Regions from separate parts of the Pan troglodytes genome. Here region 2 is linked to region 1. The links are chromatin contacts, called in public HiChIP or PLAC-seq maps. All regions are on one chromosome and are shown on one strand. Each heading gives the region's core, a stretch centred on a gene start, on an enhancer-like site or on the middle of the called end of the contact. The rest is flanking DNA. Distances are from core to core; before and after follow the strand shown. Region 1 holds the start of ERCC6L2 (ERCC excision repair 6 like 2). Region 2 holds the start of PTCH1 (patched 1).

What was found. HiChIP or PLAC-seq counts read pairs in DNA pulled down with a chosen protein or histone mark.
Region 2: an H3K4me3 HiChIP or PLAC-seq map of stem cell-derived excitatory neurons shows a contact between it and region 1, with 5 times the contacts expected there. The contact joins the promoter of PTCH1 here to the promoter of ERCC6L2 in region 1. A contact is called at or near these places in 1 of 7 Hi-C or Micro-C datasets (stem cell-derived neural progenitor cells), 1 of 1 datasets of contacts at active chromatin or transcription factors (stem cell-derived excitatory neurons) and 1 of 1 other capture datasets (stem cell-derived neural stem cells).

What each region holds. Positions count from the first base shown.
Region 1 is chr11:42,631,645-42,639,576 of NHGRI_mPanTro3-v2.0_pri, reverse strand. It overlaps ERCC6L2 (ERCC excision repair 6 like 2), which reads left to right and starts at 3,537. Exons shown (of 19, transcript XM_054658300.2): 1 at 3,537-4,514. The coding sequence starts at 4,469. LOC107976725 reads right to left here and starts at 4,769. Exons shown (of 3, transcript XM_063787654.1): 1 at 4,295-4,769. The coding sequence starts at 4,769.
Region 2 is chr11:42,984,957-42,992,888 of NHGRI_mPanTro3-v2.0_pri, reverse strand. PTCH1 (patched 1) reads right to left here and starts at 4,693. Exons shown (of 24, transcript XM_016961227.4): 1 at 4,197-4,693. The coding sequence starts at 4,199.

The DNA of each region.
Region 1 (7,932 bases), core at 2,288-4,787:
AGAGGGTACAGTACAGGCTTGTTACATGGGTATATTGCATAATGGTGAGGTTTGCACTTCTAGTGTACCCGTCACTCAGAGTGAAAGTTGTTCCCAACAGATAATTTTTCAACCCTCACCTCTCTCCCATTCTACCCACTTTTGGAGTCCTCTGTGTCTATTATTTCCTTCTGCATGTCCATATGTATCTATTAGTTAGCTCCCACTTTTAAGTGAAAACACGTGGTATTTGATTTTCTGTTTCTGAGTCATTTCACTTAGGATAATGGCCTCCAGCTCCATCCATGTTGCTGCAAAAGACATGGTTTTATTCTTTTTTTTTTTTATGGCTGCAATATATTCCATGGTGTTTATATACCACATTTTCTTTATCCAGTCATCTCTTGATAGACACTTAGATCGATTCCATGACGTTGTTATTGTGAACTTTACTGTGGTAACATACAAGTGTGGGTGTCTTTTCAATATAATGATTTATTTTCCTTTGGGTACTCAGTAGTGGGATTCGTGCATCAAATGGTAATTCTACTTTTAGTTCTTTGAGAAATCTCCATACTGTTTTCCATAGAGGTTGTACTAATTTACATTCCCATCAACAGTGTATAAGCATTCGCTTTTATATTTTGAGAGTTTTTATAAACATGTTTCAACCAGTATTTCTTGGTGTTTTGTTGCAGGATTTTTATACTTATCTGACATGAGGTATTAAATGTTCTATTATTTGAGTCTATTTATTGAGTCTAAGAAGTAAAAATGGTGTTGGTGAATATTCAAGGTGTAATGATATGCATTATATGGGACCATGACATACTTCTAACACTGACTCTATATATCTTTCACTATACCTCATTCAAGCCTCAAATTTTCCTTTCTTTGGCCGGAGCTTTTTTGTTGTGTTTTGCTTTTTAAATTGTGATAAGAAAGAACATATTATATAAAATGTACCTTCTTAACCATTTTTAAGTGTACGGTTTAATAGTGTTAAGTATGTTCACACTGTTGTGCAACGTTGAGTTTTAAACTTTAAGATTTAGGTTATTTGTGGCAAGGAAGGACAGGTCTATTTTATCTCCTTTCTCTTGCCTTCACTCATCTTTGCTTCCTTATTGGCTGGAACGACGTATGAAGGGAGAAATGCTGCAACCTAAAATCACCTAAAACTCGAAAGACTTAATTTCTTGTGTTGTCTTAGAGTTTCATATCTATTTTTTTCTGGAGCCTTTTTGCTAGATTAACTCACAATTCTGGAGATCTGTCAACCACATACAGATATATATTTGACTTTTGCAGTGTGAAGATAAAGAGAGACTATTTTTTGGCAAATTATTGGTGGGTTTAATCATCCTTCCATGAGCCTCTTTTGAAATGCCTGTGTTATCACCATCTGTGTTATTTTTTTCTCTTTTGTAGTTTTAATTGGCTTAATTTTTGCTAGATCCTCCTTTGCCAAAAGTTTTGTATGTGAGTCAGTTCATTCATGTGATTTATCCAACATCACACATATTAACTACAGGAATTCCTTAATATTTTACAAGATATTCAGTTTAACTTTGAAGTGACTGGTCTGACAGCGTTAGATGTTCACAATATCAGCACCTAGACAAGGATGTCAATGCAAAGACAAAAGCTACTGGGGGAAGGAATATTTGAGAATGTCTAACTTTATGAGGCAACTAGTTCACTAGGACATATTTTCATGTCATGATTATTTCTGCTTCAGTATACACTGTAAGTACAGCAGTGAGGTTAAATAATAAACACTCAGAAAATGAGGTATCCTCCTCTTTTGTTAGTCACAAGGGTATTCCTTCAACCAGATGATACCTTCCATTTAAATCAAAATTTATTTCTGAATTTGCTTATCACTTCTATTAAGAGGTCAGCTCTGTCAAGAGCTACATCTTAACTCAATGGACCTCTGGAAAAATAAGACAAAATTACACAACTAGTCATTTCAGAGAGGGGAAAAAAAATCAAACTTCTTCCCTGGTAGTTGTAGGGGAAAAAAAGAAGCTTGATTAAAATTTCAATTTGCCATTTTGATTTTAGAGACAATGTGAAAAGAGATATAATCCATCAAAAACAAGCAGCAGATTTTTCTAGATTTTAAGATTTCCAATATCAGGGTGCATGTCAGAATCAAGAATTACAATTATAATTAGTAGTGTTTTTCGCTGTGTCGCCAGATTAGAGTGCGGTGGCGCGAACTCGGCTCACTGCAACCTCTATAGACCTCCCGGGTTCAAGCGATTCTCCTGCCTCAGCCTCCTGAGTAGCTGGGACTACAGGCATGTGCCACTACGCCCAGCTAATTTTTGTATTTTTATTAGAGACGGGGTTTCACCATATTGGCCAGGATGGTCTCGATCTCTTGACCTCATGATCCGCTCACCTTGGCCTCCCAGAGTGCTGGGATTACAGGCATGAGCCACCGCGCCCGGCCTATTAGCCAAAATATTAAACTGACATAATGGCTATGTAGAATGCAACTTTCAAGTGGATGCATTCCATTGATAATAATAGTAATAACAACACATATATTCCTTACTATGACCAGCCACTGTTTTAGGAGTTTTACTTAATTATCTAATTTTTTACAATTACCATTTTTAGGTAGTTTACTATTATTAGCTTCACTGTAATGGTGATAGGTGAGTACAATAAAACACGGAGAAGTGATCTGGCCAACAACTCACACATAGATGGCTGAGTTAGATGTTTCATTTAGGCTTAAAGTTATTGCCTGCCGGTAAGCAAACAAGTGATATTTTAAATGAAGCATTTTATGAACACATACTACTAGGTTTTAGTATCTGCCATAGAATTGAGATCTATTTGCAAACAGCCATATTGTTTTCTTAAGACACTACGTAGGCAGAATAATGATCCCCCAAAGATGTTTATCTCCTAATCTCCGGAATTCGTGAATATATTAGCTTACATGGCAAAAGGATTCTGCTGATGTGATCAAGGGCAGAGACCTGGAAATGGGAAGATGATCCTGGATTACTCAGGTGAGCCCTCAGAATCTTTTCCAGCTGCAATCAGCGGTAGACTTGAGGACGGAAGGTTCAGAGAGATGGCATATCACTGGCTTTGAAGATGGAGGAAGGGACCAAAGCCAAGGAATGTGGACAGAAGCTGGCAAAGGCAAGCTAAGGATTGTCCTGTGGAGTCACCAGAAAAGAGTGCAGCCCGGGTGACACCCAGGTAGCACTTCTGATCTACAGAACCGTGAGATAATAAATGCATTGTCTGTCAGATGATACATTTGTGCTGTTTCAAGCTACAAAGTTTGTGGTTATTGGTTATTGTGGCAATAGGGAACGGATACAGGCCCTGTCAGGTATTTCACTCAATCCATGAAATACCTTACAGTATACAAATTTTAACATGCGCGGGAGCCACTTACGGATCCGTCTATCTGTGCTGCCTGGGAGTGTCAAGAGGCCGTGTCCTTCATTCACCTCGCGCGTGGGCGGCGCTGCCCTGAAGATGCTCCCGGGCTCAGTGCAGACGGCTCAGCGTTCTCCCGCGTTCAACGAACCGCCAGAAACGTCAGACGGTACGGAGGAAAACACTTTACACTTTAACAGTATTTTTACGTTTATTTGCAGCAAATGTTGGCTTTGTATTTAAAGTATTTATGATTCACTATAAAGTGTAGGATCCAAGAAAACGCGCTAGTTTCACTTGGCCCCCGTGGCTGTCCCGGGGAGCTCTCCAAGGAAGCACTGGTTCCTGAAGTTCCTGGGGTGCTGCACCACCACGGAAGAACCAAGCTCCACAGAGAAGCCAGAAGCCGCGACCGCGGGGCCGCCCTCTGCCAGGCCTCCACCGCCTCAGCGGCCCTTTACAGCCACCGCATTCTCAATGCCCCCAGTTATTTCTAGCTTCGCACAGCGCCCGGCCCACCGAGCGACCTCAAACCTCGCGACACTCGCAACTCCCGCGGCCCTTCCTGCTACAGGCCTCAGAGGGGAGAGACATCGGGAAGATTGCTCCGCCCACAGAAAGGAAGATTTCGTTCTCGCGAGATCCCAATGACAATTCGGGAGCCCGTTCTCGCGGGATTTTCCAAGACCGGGTTGGAAGTTGCGGGGGTTAGGAGACGGAGGTCAGAGCCTAGGAAGATTCGGGGGTCGCCTTGCCGGCCTCCTGTCCTCCTCCCGCGGCGGCGGAGCCCGAGAGAACTAGGTGAACACCGCTTTGCCAGCCTCACACAGCGTCCCCTGGCTCTGCCGCCGCTCCGGACGTCGCCCTCCCGTTCTGCTTGGGTCCCCTTAGTCGCTACCTTTGCTGGGATCCCCCTCCTCCATCCTGTGGCTTCGGGTTGCCGAAGAGCGATGCTCGGAGGGCGGCCGGAAGTAGCGTTGGCCGCCATTGGCCTGCCGGCCAGCCACCTTGCTGTCCTCCGCCGCCTTCCGGGTGTTACGTGCAGCCGGGCTCGGCCCCTCCCCCTGGCCGGATGGATCCGTCGGCGCCACAGCCCCGCGCGGAAACCTCTGGCAAAGGTACCAGCTCCGCGCTCGCCCCTTACGCAGAGGCCTGTGTACTGCGTCGCGTTGGACCAGTTCGTGCCGGTGCCCTTCGGGTTGGGGTTTTGCCCTGTAGATCCTCTTCAGTGACAGCTGCAGATTGTGAACCCCTCCAGGCCTGGAACCAAATCTCCGATTCAGTGTTGAGAACGTAGACTCGGGAGTCAGCCCCTGGGATCTAGAGCTGCCTCTGACAGTTACTTGCTGAGCAACTTTGGGCAGGCTCCTCATCTGTAAAACTGGGTTCGTTACTAGGTTTTTGCGATTATTAAATGACGTGGGGAATACGCAAAGTATTTATGTGACCCCGCGTCTGGCCCATATTAAGCACTCAGTAAATGTTATTTTCATTATTTATTCTTGTATGCCCCAGTTGTTAGTGAATGGCAGAAGTTTGTTGTAAGTAGATAAATGAAGGTTGAGATATTTAGTTCAATTGAGTTTTATTGCCTATTGAGTCAGGGCATTATATTCTGCCTTAAATAGGAGGTTTAAAGAAGGTGTGATTATCTACCACAAGTCACCTGGGATGCCTTCTGGCACCCAAATGAGTAGTTTTCATTAATAATTGTGCTGTATAACAAAAGCTACCAGGTATTGAGTGATTTTCCTGAGCCCAGCAATATGCTGATTGTTTACTTGCTTTCCTTTGAGGAAGATATCGATCTCATTAAATAGATGAATTCAGAGATAAAGCTCAGAGAGGGCAAGTTACAAGCCTGAATTCTGAGGTCTAGGAATTGATGACGCTGTAATTCAGGGACCAAACATATAAATACCTATAGGAGACTGGCAGCTAAAAATAGATGAAGCTGCCGAGTGGATATTGTGACTGGGAGGCTCATTCCTTTTGATAAATCTAGTCACTCTTGGTATTTAGGGAAATTGGTGGAAGGAGCAGAAAGCTCCAGGGCCCCGAGGTGGGAACACCCTTGAGGAATGCTTGAGGAGGCCTTTGGAGTGAAAGAGGGAGAGAGAGACCCTATCACCAGAATGAGTTGAGTTGGTAATTAGTTTAAACCAAAACAAATGATTTCGACTCATTAAATTATAGGAGACTTAACCCATTTCCCTGTTAAATCCAACAGGAAATCTTAACAATTTAAGCAGTTGTTCTGTAGTTTGGATACTGAGAGATTCCATTTCTAACTCAACTGAATTTATTTCGTCCTAGAAATTATCCGAACTCAAACCCAAAATACTCCAATAAATTGTGTGATTCCCTTAAGGCTTTTTTTTTTTTTTTTTTGCACATGCTGTACACTTATCTGAGATACAGTTCTTAGACCCCTTTCCCTTTTAAATTACATTTCTCAATACTCCCTTCTCATAGCACTCTTCTTCCAATGCACTTTTTACAGTTATGTATATGTTTGTGTACTTTTTAGTTTTCTCGCAAGATATAAAGGATTTATGAGATTGATAATTTGTAATAGGCCAGGCGCATGGCTCACACCTGTAATCCCAGTACTTTGGGGAAGCTGAGGCGGGAGGATAGTTTGAGGCCAGCCTGGACAACATAAGCGAGACCCTGTCTCTACTAAAAATAAAAAATTTAGCCAGGCATGGTGGTGCACACCTGTAGTCCCAGCTACTCAGGAGGCTGAGGCGGGAGGATGGCTGAGCTCAGGAGTTGGAGTTTACAGTGAGCTATAATTGTGCCATGACACTCCAGACTGGGCGACAGAGACACTCTTGTCTGAAAAAAAAAAGAATGTGTAATAAATTCGCATGTTCATTGAATGTCTGCTGTGTGACTCTGTGTTGGTCCTGGGGATAAAATTTATAACAGTACAAACTTATTCTTGGAAAGGAAATTACTCTCTACTGGAAGGAAAAGACAAAAAACAAGTGGACATGATAATTAAATGTTATGATAAGTGCTACAGAGGCAATAAAATGATGAGATAGAGAATAATGGGTACCCTATGCTAAATAGGTGGACTGGGAGCAGAGAGACTGGTTAGGCATAATTTAGGGAAAGTTGATGGTGGCATGCTTTAAGACAGAGGTCTGCAAACTACTGCCTGTGGGCTAAAACTGGTCTGACACTTTTTTTTGTAAATAAAGTTTTATTGGAACACAACTGTGCCCATTTGTTTATGTATTGTCTGGTTGCTTTTGCATTACAAGGGCAAGAGACTGTATGGCCTACAAAATCTAAAGTAACAAATAGCTAATAACTGACTCTAAAGAAAATGTTTGCCAGCCTTTGCTTTAGAGAGATAGTGGCATGGAGGAAAGTGATTCATTTTTGAAGTAGAACCAGGATATTCTGATGGATTGGATGTAAGGAGTAATATTAAATGAGGTTTAAGGGCTGACTAATGGTTTTCTACCTTGAAAAGTTGGTTAGATGATGATGCCAGTTTTTTGTTTTTTTTTAAATGCCAGCTTTTTTTTTTTATTTAAGTTTTAGGGTACGTGTGCACAATGTGCAGGTTAGTTACATATGTATACATGTGCCATGCTGGTGTGCTGCACCCATTAACTCGTCATTTAGCATTAGGTATATCTCCTAAAGCTATGCCTCCCCTCTTCCCCCCACCCCACAACAGTCCCCAGAGTGTGATGTTCCCCTTCCTGTGTCCATGTGTTCTCATTGTTCAATTCCCACCTATGAGTGAGAATCTGCGGTGTTTGGTTTTTTGTTCTTGCGATAGTTTACTGAGAATGATGATTTCCAATTTCATCCATGTCCCTACAAAGGACATGAACTCATCATTTTTAATGGCTGCATAGTATTCCATGGTGTATATGTGCCACATTTTCTTAATCCAGTCTATCATTGTTGGACATTTGGGTTGGTTCCAAGTCTTTGCTATTGTGAATAGTGCCGCAATAAACATATGTGTGCATGTGTCTTTATAGCAGCATGATTTATAGTCCTTTGGGTATATACCCAGTAATGGGATGGCTGGGTCAAATGGTATTTCTAGTTCTAGATCCCTGAGGAATTGCCACACTGACTTCCACAATGGTTGAACTAGTTTACAGTCCCACCAACAGTGTAAAAGTGTTCCTATTTCTCCACATCCTCTCCAGCACCTGTTGTTTCCTGACTTTTTAATGATTGCCATTCTAACTGGTGTGAGATGGTATCTCATTGTGGCTTTGATTTGCATTTCTCTGAGATGATGCTAGTTAATAAGATGCAGGAAGACTATTAGTCACCATCATTTTTGACATTAGTTTTCTTCATTTTATACCCATTGTGTGGTATAATATTTGGTGAATAATTTGTGCTTAAATCACATATGTTGAATAATAGATAATAAAATAAGTCTTAAAAAATGATAGGGTAGGCAGACACATAATGGGAAATATAAGTAATGTGTTAAGAATTGCTGTAAGGGTTGCTTTAGGTTTTAAGGTGCAAATAGTACTGTTATGA
Region 2 (7,932 bases), core at 3,444-5,943, 350 kb before region 1:
GGGTTAACTTTTCAGCATCTCAGACAATGGTCCCGGCCTGTAAATTCTACCCGTGGGTTCCAGGACGCACTCCGGAGCCTGGGCTCTAACGAGCGCTATCTTAATCTCCCCACCCCCCACCCGCCGCTTCCCCTGTGGTCTGCTTTTTTCATACTTAGAGATGAATTACTTTGAGGATCTAATTGGCCTTGTTTCTGTAACGTTTTAAGAAAGGGAAGAGGAGCCAGTGTAAAAGCCTGCTCGACTTGGGTGGTCAGGGCTGAGGCTGCCCCCAATTTGCCTCATTGCTGATGCATGCGAGTGCGACATTCCCGCGATAATGTTGTTCCTAATCAATCTGCCCTTATTTACATTTGTAAGCATTGTCGGCTTTAATATGCATGCCCTGTGCAGGGGACTGCTGTGCCACACCGGGTTTGTTAACTTCAACTAACCACAAGGATTCCACAGATCTGAGATGTTGACTGGGGCAGCCAGACCTGCTAAGGTGTCCTCCGGGAAGACAGTCCCTTTAAATGGCCCTTCTGCCTCTGGCACCCCTTGTGACAGTTACCAAATAAAAATAAGTGAGAACTTGGGGCCTTATCAGCCAGCAGGAGTTGCCAGCCTTTATGAAGCAACAGCTGAGTGTTCCATTTCCCCTTTCCAAGTAAAGTTCATCTCAATGCATAAATTGTCATTTTGGTCTCCCAGTCATGATCCAAGACTTCTCATTGGAGTGTGTAGTTTTCAAAGCAGATGCCTTAAGCTCTCCGGATTCCCTCACATCTCCTCCCTTCTCTGTTCCAATACTACAAATATCCATGGGCACACCACACACATTTCAAAAATGACATCAGATTATCCAAATGATGACAACGAAATAAAACATCTGCCCTTTGTGTTGGGATGTTCCAATGGTAAGCAATTGTGGAAGCCAGACTTGGTGGAGTTATGAAAAACCACAGTGAGATTTAACTTTTCACTGGTTTCTCAGATCAAACCAAATGAGTCTTTAAAATCCAATGTAATTTGCCAAGTTTTGCAGAGTATAAATGAATAAAGGGGTTAATGTATTCCAGTAATTTGACCCTGGGGCCATTTATAATTTTGTCTACTGAGTTTAATACTCTTCCAGAAATACAAGGAATTGCAAACATGATTTTAAGTCCTACAGTATCTTTGTTGAGAGGGTCGGATGGAGAGAGGAATTGGGGATTTGATGCAATATTCTTTTACTGCATGGGGAGCCCAGGATACAGGATGTGAGTGATGGTCAAGGCAGGGCTTCAGCAGTTCCAAGCAGGTACCTTGAATATGAGTTGAGTCGACTCAACTCAAGTCAATGTGCCACCATCCACCACATTTTCTTGGCTCCCTAAGAATGCCTTACTATTTTCTCATTGGCAGCTTTTGTATATTCTTAAAAGGTGATGGTAGAAAATGAGTCTAAAAGGTTTCAGGGAAGTCGGGGGCGGGGTGGGGGGAGATTCAGCAGCTACAAAATTTAAAACTACTGGGCTTGACTCCCCTCCCCTACTCCCTTCCACCTTCTGTTTCCTCCCCTTATTTACCCCCTCCCCAGGCTGGAGGAAAGGGAACAGCTCTAGCCAACTTGTCAAAATAATGCTGCTAATTACCCCTGATCTCCTTTAATGGGAAGCTGCTCCTAACTCCACAAAGGAGTAAATGAGGGGTCTACAGCACAAACCCGGGAGCACTGGCATTTTTTGAGCTTACAGTGAGCTGGGGGTGGGGAAAGCGGCAGAGGGGAGTGTCCTGAGAAGGTCCCAGAAATCTCCACATTGATTACTCCAGGTTTAAATACTAGCTTGAAAGGGGAATTAGACTTTATGTATTGCCAAAAGCTATTGGTATTCTCTTGCTAAGCATGTCACCAACTGCTGAATGTTCAGAGCCTACTATGAACTTGAAAGAAAACAGAGCATTGACCCCTGCATTGATCCCTCTCTCTCCAAATACATTCTTACCCACATTGCTTTCCTCTCATGGATAGAGATGTATTCCTACAACACCCAGACTTTGAACATGTTTTGCATCCTTCCCTCTCCTCGCCTCTCCCTGTCTAATATATCTCTATCAAGCTTTGCGTTTGCTAGGAGGCACACCATTCATTTCAGTGATCTCTGCTATTGGGTCCTGCATGAAAAAGAAGCTGAGCAACATGATCCCTTTGACCCACTGCTGGAGCAACAAATTTATTAGAAATATAGGCATGAGAAATGAAAGGGAAGTAAAACAATTCCAGCTTATTGTGTGTCTTTCTTTCATACTGCTAATCCGGTTTACACATCACGCCTACACGTCTCAATAGGGCATTATACACTGTGGCAGAGGCTGGAGAAAATAAAAGGTGTGTGTGTGTGTGTGTGTGTGTGAGAGAGAGAGGAATGAGGATAAAAACGGGAGACATATTTTAATCCACATTGATTAACCTCATCAGTTTATCTATCTGTAGAAAGTTGAAGATAATTTGTAAAACAGCCTTTTTCTTTTCAGAAAATAATTCCAAATGGTTCTAAGTTTTGTTCAAATAGCTTCAAAGATTATGACTACTTTATAACCAGAAATTAGATACACCACTCACAGTGAGTTTGAAATGAAGCTAATACCCCAAATTGAGAATGGCGAGGCCTATTGATGTCTACCTTGATTCAACATTTTAATTGAAACAGATCATGGACTCAAAGGCATTTTATAGCCTTGTGGAAGGAAGCTGGGTGACAACTGGAACACACACAAACTCACAATCGAAAGCCCCTTGTTTTACAACTTGGGCACTCCATGCACCTGAGGCAACAATTTATCCGGAGTACCACCCAGAAATTTTAAGTTGCAATAACAAAGGATGACACCATAAAGCATTGTCTTTCTTTGTGGAGGCGATTAATTGCATGCTGAACTACTGTCGCCAATAAACACAGAAATAAATAAAAACCTAAAAGAAATGAACACACACAGAATGCTGAAAAAGGACTATTGTGGTAGTTCAAGACCTCAGTGATCCAATTATCAAATATTTAGAGCCACCCATTGTGGCTCTTTATTATTTATGTCTAGTTCTTTTGTATTTCTCCTCCCCAGGGAGGAAGAAAGGATAAAAAGGGAGGAAGACGGTCTTCTCTCCCAGGTGCAGGAAAACAGGTCTGTGGGTGTCTTCCACAGCCACCCACCCATATGGTTCTTCTTAGGTGATGGAAACAGATCAGTTTCCCTGAGAGTGTGCTCATCCACACGCTAGCATCATTTTAAACATGAACGTACTAAATACGTGGAGACACAGCGCATGTCACCCAGAGGCACAGTTTCTGGGGGTCTTGGGGTTCAGCGCTGGGCCCGGGCCTGTAAAGTGAGAATCGGTCCGGCCCGCCCCCGGGCTCCCCTGAGGCCGCACTCTGCACTCTAAGCACTGGGCTGGTCGCCCATCTCTGTAAGGGTGGCAGCCACCCAAGCGCCTGAATCGGTGGGCATAAGAGTCACACACACCACCTCTCTTACCCACCGCCCCTTCCAGAACTCCAAAAGCCTCTCTGGCCCTTTTCCCGCAGCATGGGAGGGGAGGTGGGTAAGGTGCGTCTCTTCTAGCCCGGGTGTCCCGCACCCCTAGGCGTGCGTGCGGGCTCGAGAGCGGGTCTGCGGGGCGCGAGCGTGCCCTTCCCTGCGGCTGCGGCTGCTCCCGCGAGCTGGCGGCAGCGGCTTCCGCGCGCGCGCTCTGAGCCCCCTCCCCTCGGCGCTGTCACTCTCCGCACCAGCCCTTCCATCACCAGCTCTGCCTCCGCTGGCGAGTCAGTAGCCACCACCAGGCTGATGAGCGGAAGCCAAGGTGGCGACCCTTTCAGGCGTGAAAATGGGAGCTCCGGCGACCCCCTCCGTGAGAATTCCCCCCGGAGCCGTTCCTCAGCCGGGGCCCGCCGCGGCCAGCCCCCTCCCCGCCACGCGGGGCTGGCCTCGGGGGCGGGGGCCCGGGCGTGCGAGCGAGCGTGGAGGCGCGGGACCCGCGCTCCCGCGCCCAGGCGGCGCAGCCCACCCGGCCCCACGGCCCCTGCGCGCGGCCCGCCCCTCCTGCCCGGCGCTCGGGGCTCGCTCCTCCGTCCGCCGCGCGGGGCGTCCCGCGTCCCCGTGTCCCCGCGCCGCCCGAGGAGCACGGCGCGCGAGGGCGAGGTGGCGTCGGCGGCCGCCGCGCTGGCTGCACTCACCATAGCCGGCCGTCAACCCCTGCTCGGAGCGCGGGTGCCGATGGCGCGGACGCTGGGCTTGGATTTCACATCAATTCCTTTTTTTTCCCTGGCCCCCCTTTCCTCGTCCTCCGCTCCTCCGTCTTCTCCCAGTCTTCCCTCGTCTCCCCCTTGCCTTGTCGCTGCGGGTCTCTTTGTCTCCCCTGTCGTCTTTTTCTTCTCCTCCGTTTTCTTCTTCTTCTCCTCCTCCGTCTTTACAAAAGGAACGGAAAGTGTAAAAACCCCGGCGCGCTGGGCCGCCGGAGGCTTTCGGCGGAGTGCAGCGCGGACTCACAATTACAAGCCTGTTTCTATTAAGCAGTTCCATGGCCCTCGGCGTGGGTGGTCTGCCGCGCCATAGGCAGGACCTGTCAGGGTCACGTGACGGATCCGAAAACTTTACCCCTTTACAATAAACTCAAGGAAAGCAAAGTAAACTCGAGGAACGTGCTATCAGCACAGCCCTCCTGGGTAAACAGGCGCTCCCCTCCCCGCCTTCCTGGGAGGCGCCCTGCCCGGCGAGCTCCCGCGAACCTAGCCACCCTCTCCCCGCCCCCCGCGGCCGTGTTTGCTGGGGGCCGCCGGGCTGGGGGTCTCCGCGCGCTCCCGCGGCTTCTCCACCTTGTGCTCGGCTCCCCCGCCCCCGCAAACATTATTTGCTAACATTTGGCCATCTTGTCCCAATGCCGGTCGGGGGAGGTGTGGGGAAGCAAGGAAGCTCCTTTTAGCATCCTCAGCGCTCCGGGAAGTGGGGGGTTCCCAGAGGACTGCAGAAGAACACCACCTTTCATGCTTGCATTCTCAAAGGCTTTCCTTCTCGCATTCCCACGGAAGCGCGGAAAAGCTGGGAGCCTTCTAGATGACAGGCCTACGGGCCGCCAGGGAGGCGGGGAGCAGGAAAACCGGACAGATCACAGCGCCTTCCCGGGGAAATTTCAGCACGAGATGTGTGCGGATTCCTGTCGGTCCCTCGGAAGCCGTTTCTTCTGAAAGAGACCAAGGTGGCGTCCCTTGGAAACCAAGATTGGTAGCTGGTCCGAAGAATCACGGATTGACATTTGCTCCCTTTCTCTTCTGATTCCTGTGGTTTCTGGGGTATGCCACCCAAATGCTCCCACCTACTGTGCCGTCCTGTGCCAGGCGGCCTTGGGTGACTGGCCTAAACCTAGGAGCTGGTGGGTCGCGCTGATAACCCTGCTCTCGCTCAAGACTGAAGCGTTCTATTCGGGAGCGCCCCCGCTACAATGTCTGACATTTTATCTGCTCAACCCCGCCGCTGGTAGACGGTGTTTCACACGCTGCGTCTTTAAATGGGCCACATTATGAATAAAGATGAATTACAGATACAAGGGCAGGGTAGAGGGAGTGAGAACATTTACTGCAGCTCTGAAGAGCTGACTAGCTGGTCTTGAAATAAAGCCAGACTCTTCTCACTTCATTCTGGGCTGACAGTGTGATTAGGTGTGTGTGTGTTGGGGGCGGGGGGGGGGGGGGGGGGGGCGGGGCGGGGGTAGAAGAGGTGCCCCATGTGTTATTAAATAATAATAATCATCCTAGGAGTTTTGGGATCTCCCTCCCACAAAGATGACATAGCCATTCTTGAGCAGAGTCATTTGAGTTTCCAGAATGTATGTGTTTGAGACACGTTAAGTAATTAAGCATTAGAAGGGGGGCAGCCCTGTGAATTTGGCTGGTCCAGAAGGTCATTTTCATACCAGTGACTTCAGTCAAAAATGGACTCAAATGCATATTGGCTGACCATGGATTCTAAAAGTCACAATAGTTGTAACAACAACAACAACGAAAAACCCAACATTTCCCTTCGAAACACTTCCCCCTGTCTTTTGGTGTCATATCAAAGGGCCCTGTTTATCTATAAATGTGAGTGGGGTTACGAACAGGAAGGTATACATAATCTCCAAATAGAGGGGTCTAGAATATGAGGGAGAAAGGGGGATAAGAAAAAAGAGAAACAGCTGACAAAGGGCATTTAAATGGCCCACAATATACAGTTGCTAGGAAAATTCCAGCAGAACTTGAGGAGTTTGCTTTTTCTAGTTAAAATGAAGACCCTCATGGAAGCACACTTGGCTACATGCTCCTGCTGAGTGGTGGCCAAGGCTGATACTCAAGAGTGGACACTAGTTTTGTGTGGCCTAGGACTTAGGCAGCTTTCAGAGTGAAGGGGGAGGGGGGAGCTTCTTTAGCAACTCAAAACTGCAAACACAAAATTAAGTACAGGGCCTTGAAGTGGCCTGGGCAGGGAGGAGCCCTAAAGCTACCTGGGCTTCTAGGAAATCGCCTTTGTTGAGTGTGCAGACAGGAGGACGACAGAACTACCCAGTCTTTGTGGTCCTGGTGGTCTACGCTGTCCCTTAGTTAGGACTGAATGTGTTCATATGAGTCTTATCTTAGTCCAAGGCTTTACAATTGGGAGCAAAGACAAGTTTGTTTTGTACAAGAGTGTAAGTACTTAGAGTTGGGCAGGAGTGGCATAATGAGGCAGGGAGTAGAAAATCTGGTGTTAAAACGTACAAGTATAGGAAGGAGGGAAGCCGCTTGAAATGTTCTCTCTTGTAGAATGTAAAAAGTTCCTCTTCAAAGTTTCCCCTTCCCTTCTTGTTAAAGAATAAATCATAAGTGTTAAAAATAATAGTTTCTTTTAAAAACTAACTTCCTTCAAGCCTCCTTGCTTTGTGCTAATAACTCTTTGTTAAGCCCTGTCGTATGTAGCTGTTAAACATGCTCACAGGCACATAGTACATTCTATGTCCTTGTACCGTAACCAAGATATTTATGCTGGACATGCTCACAGGCAAGTTCCAGCTGGCAGCCTATGGCCCTTCCCTGTATGGCACAAGCAACTTCCTGTTTTCCTTTGTCTTTCCATTACTTTTACCTATTTAGAAAAGTTTTAAACTGTTAGCCAATCTGGTTTTAGTTTAGATTGTGAGGTCTGGCTCCAGCCAATGGAGACAGGACACAGTCTCAGGGACAAACTATGTAAGGGATAAAAATTGCTTCCCTCCTTTGTTCAGGTGTGCTGTCACATTGTTTCATCTCCAATGAGCACCCTTTCTGCAGAAAGTAATAATGGCCTTGCTGAGAGAATTAAATTTATGTTCGAGTGCTGTTTCTTTGCAGCACCAGGGAACAAGCATTCTGTTTCTAAATAAACATTTTCCATGTAACGTCTCCCAAAAGCAACCTGTCTGTCTTTTCCTTCCTTTGAAATCAATCTTCGCAGATTATGTCAGTGCTGTGCCTCTCTTCTCTCCACTCTCAGATGCTAGAAGCATTAAGTCAATGATATAGGTTCTGGTTGGGGGTCAGGGACTCAACACCCTTATGTGTTACCTTCTAGTGGTTCTCTGAGACTCCCACCAGGGTGGGCCCTCTCTCATCAAACAGCTGCCTCCACACTTCTAAAGTTGCTTATGTCTCCCCACTTCCCAAAAACCAGCTCCAGTGCTGCCCAATCTAAGTCAATTGGCATGGAGGTGTTAATGGCACACAAGGCTACCAGACAACACTCAGCTCCAAGTCTTCCCAGTCTGATAAGCCAATTGGCATCAAGGTATTAATGGCTGATGAGGCTACTAGACAATACTTTTGCTGGTTAACTTGGACTTTTAGAGCCATACACAGAAGAATAATTCCAAAGTTGAAGATTTCAGGGCAGGGCCAGATGGAGATTTAGGGGGCATTGGAAGACAGG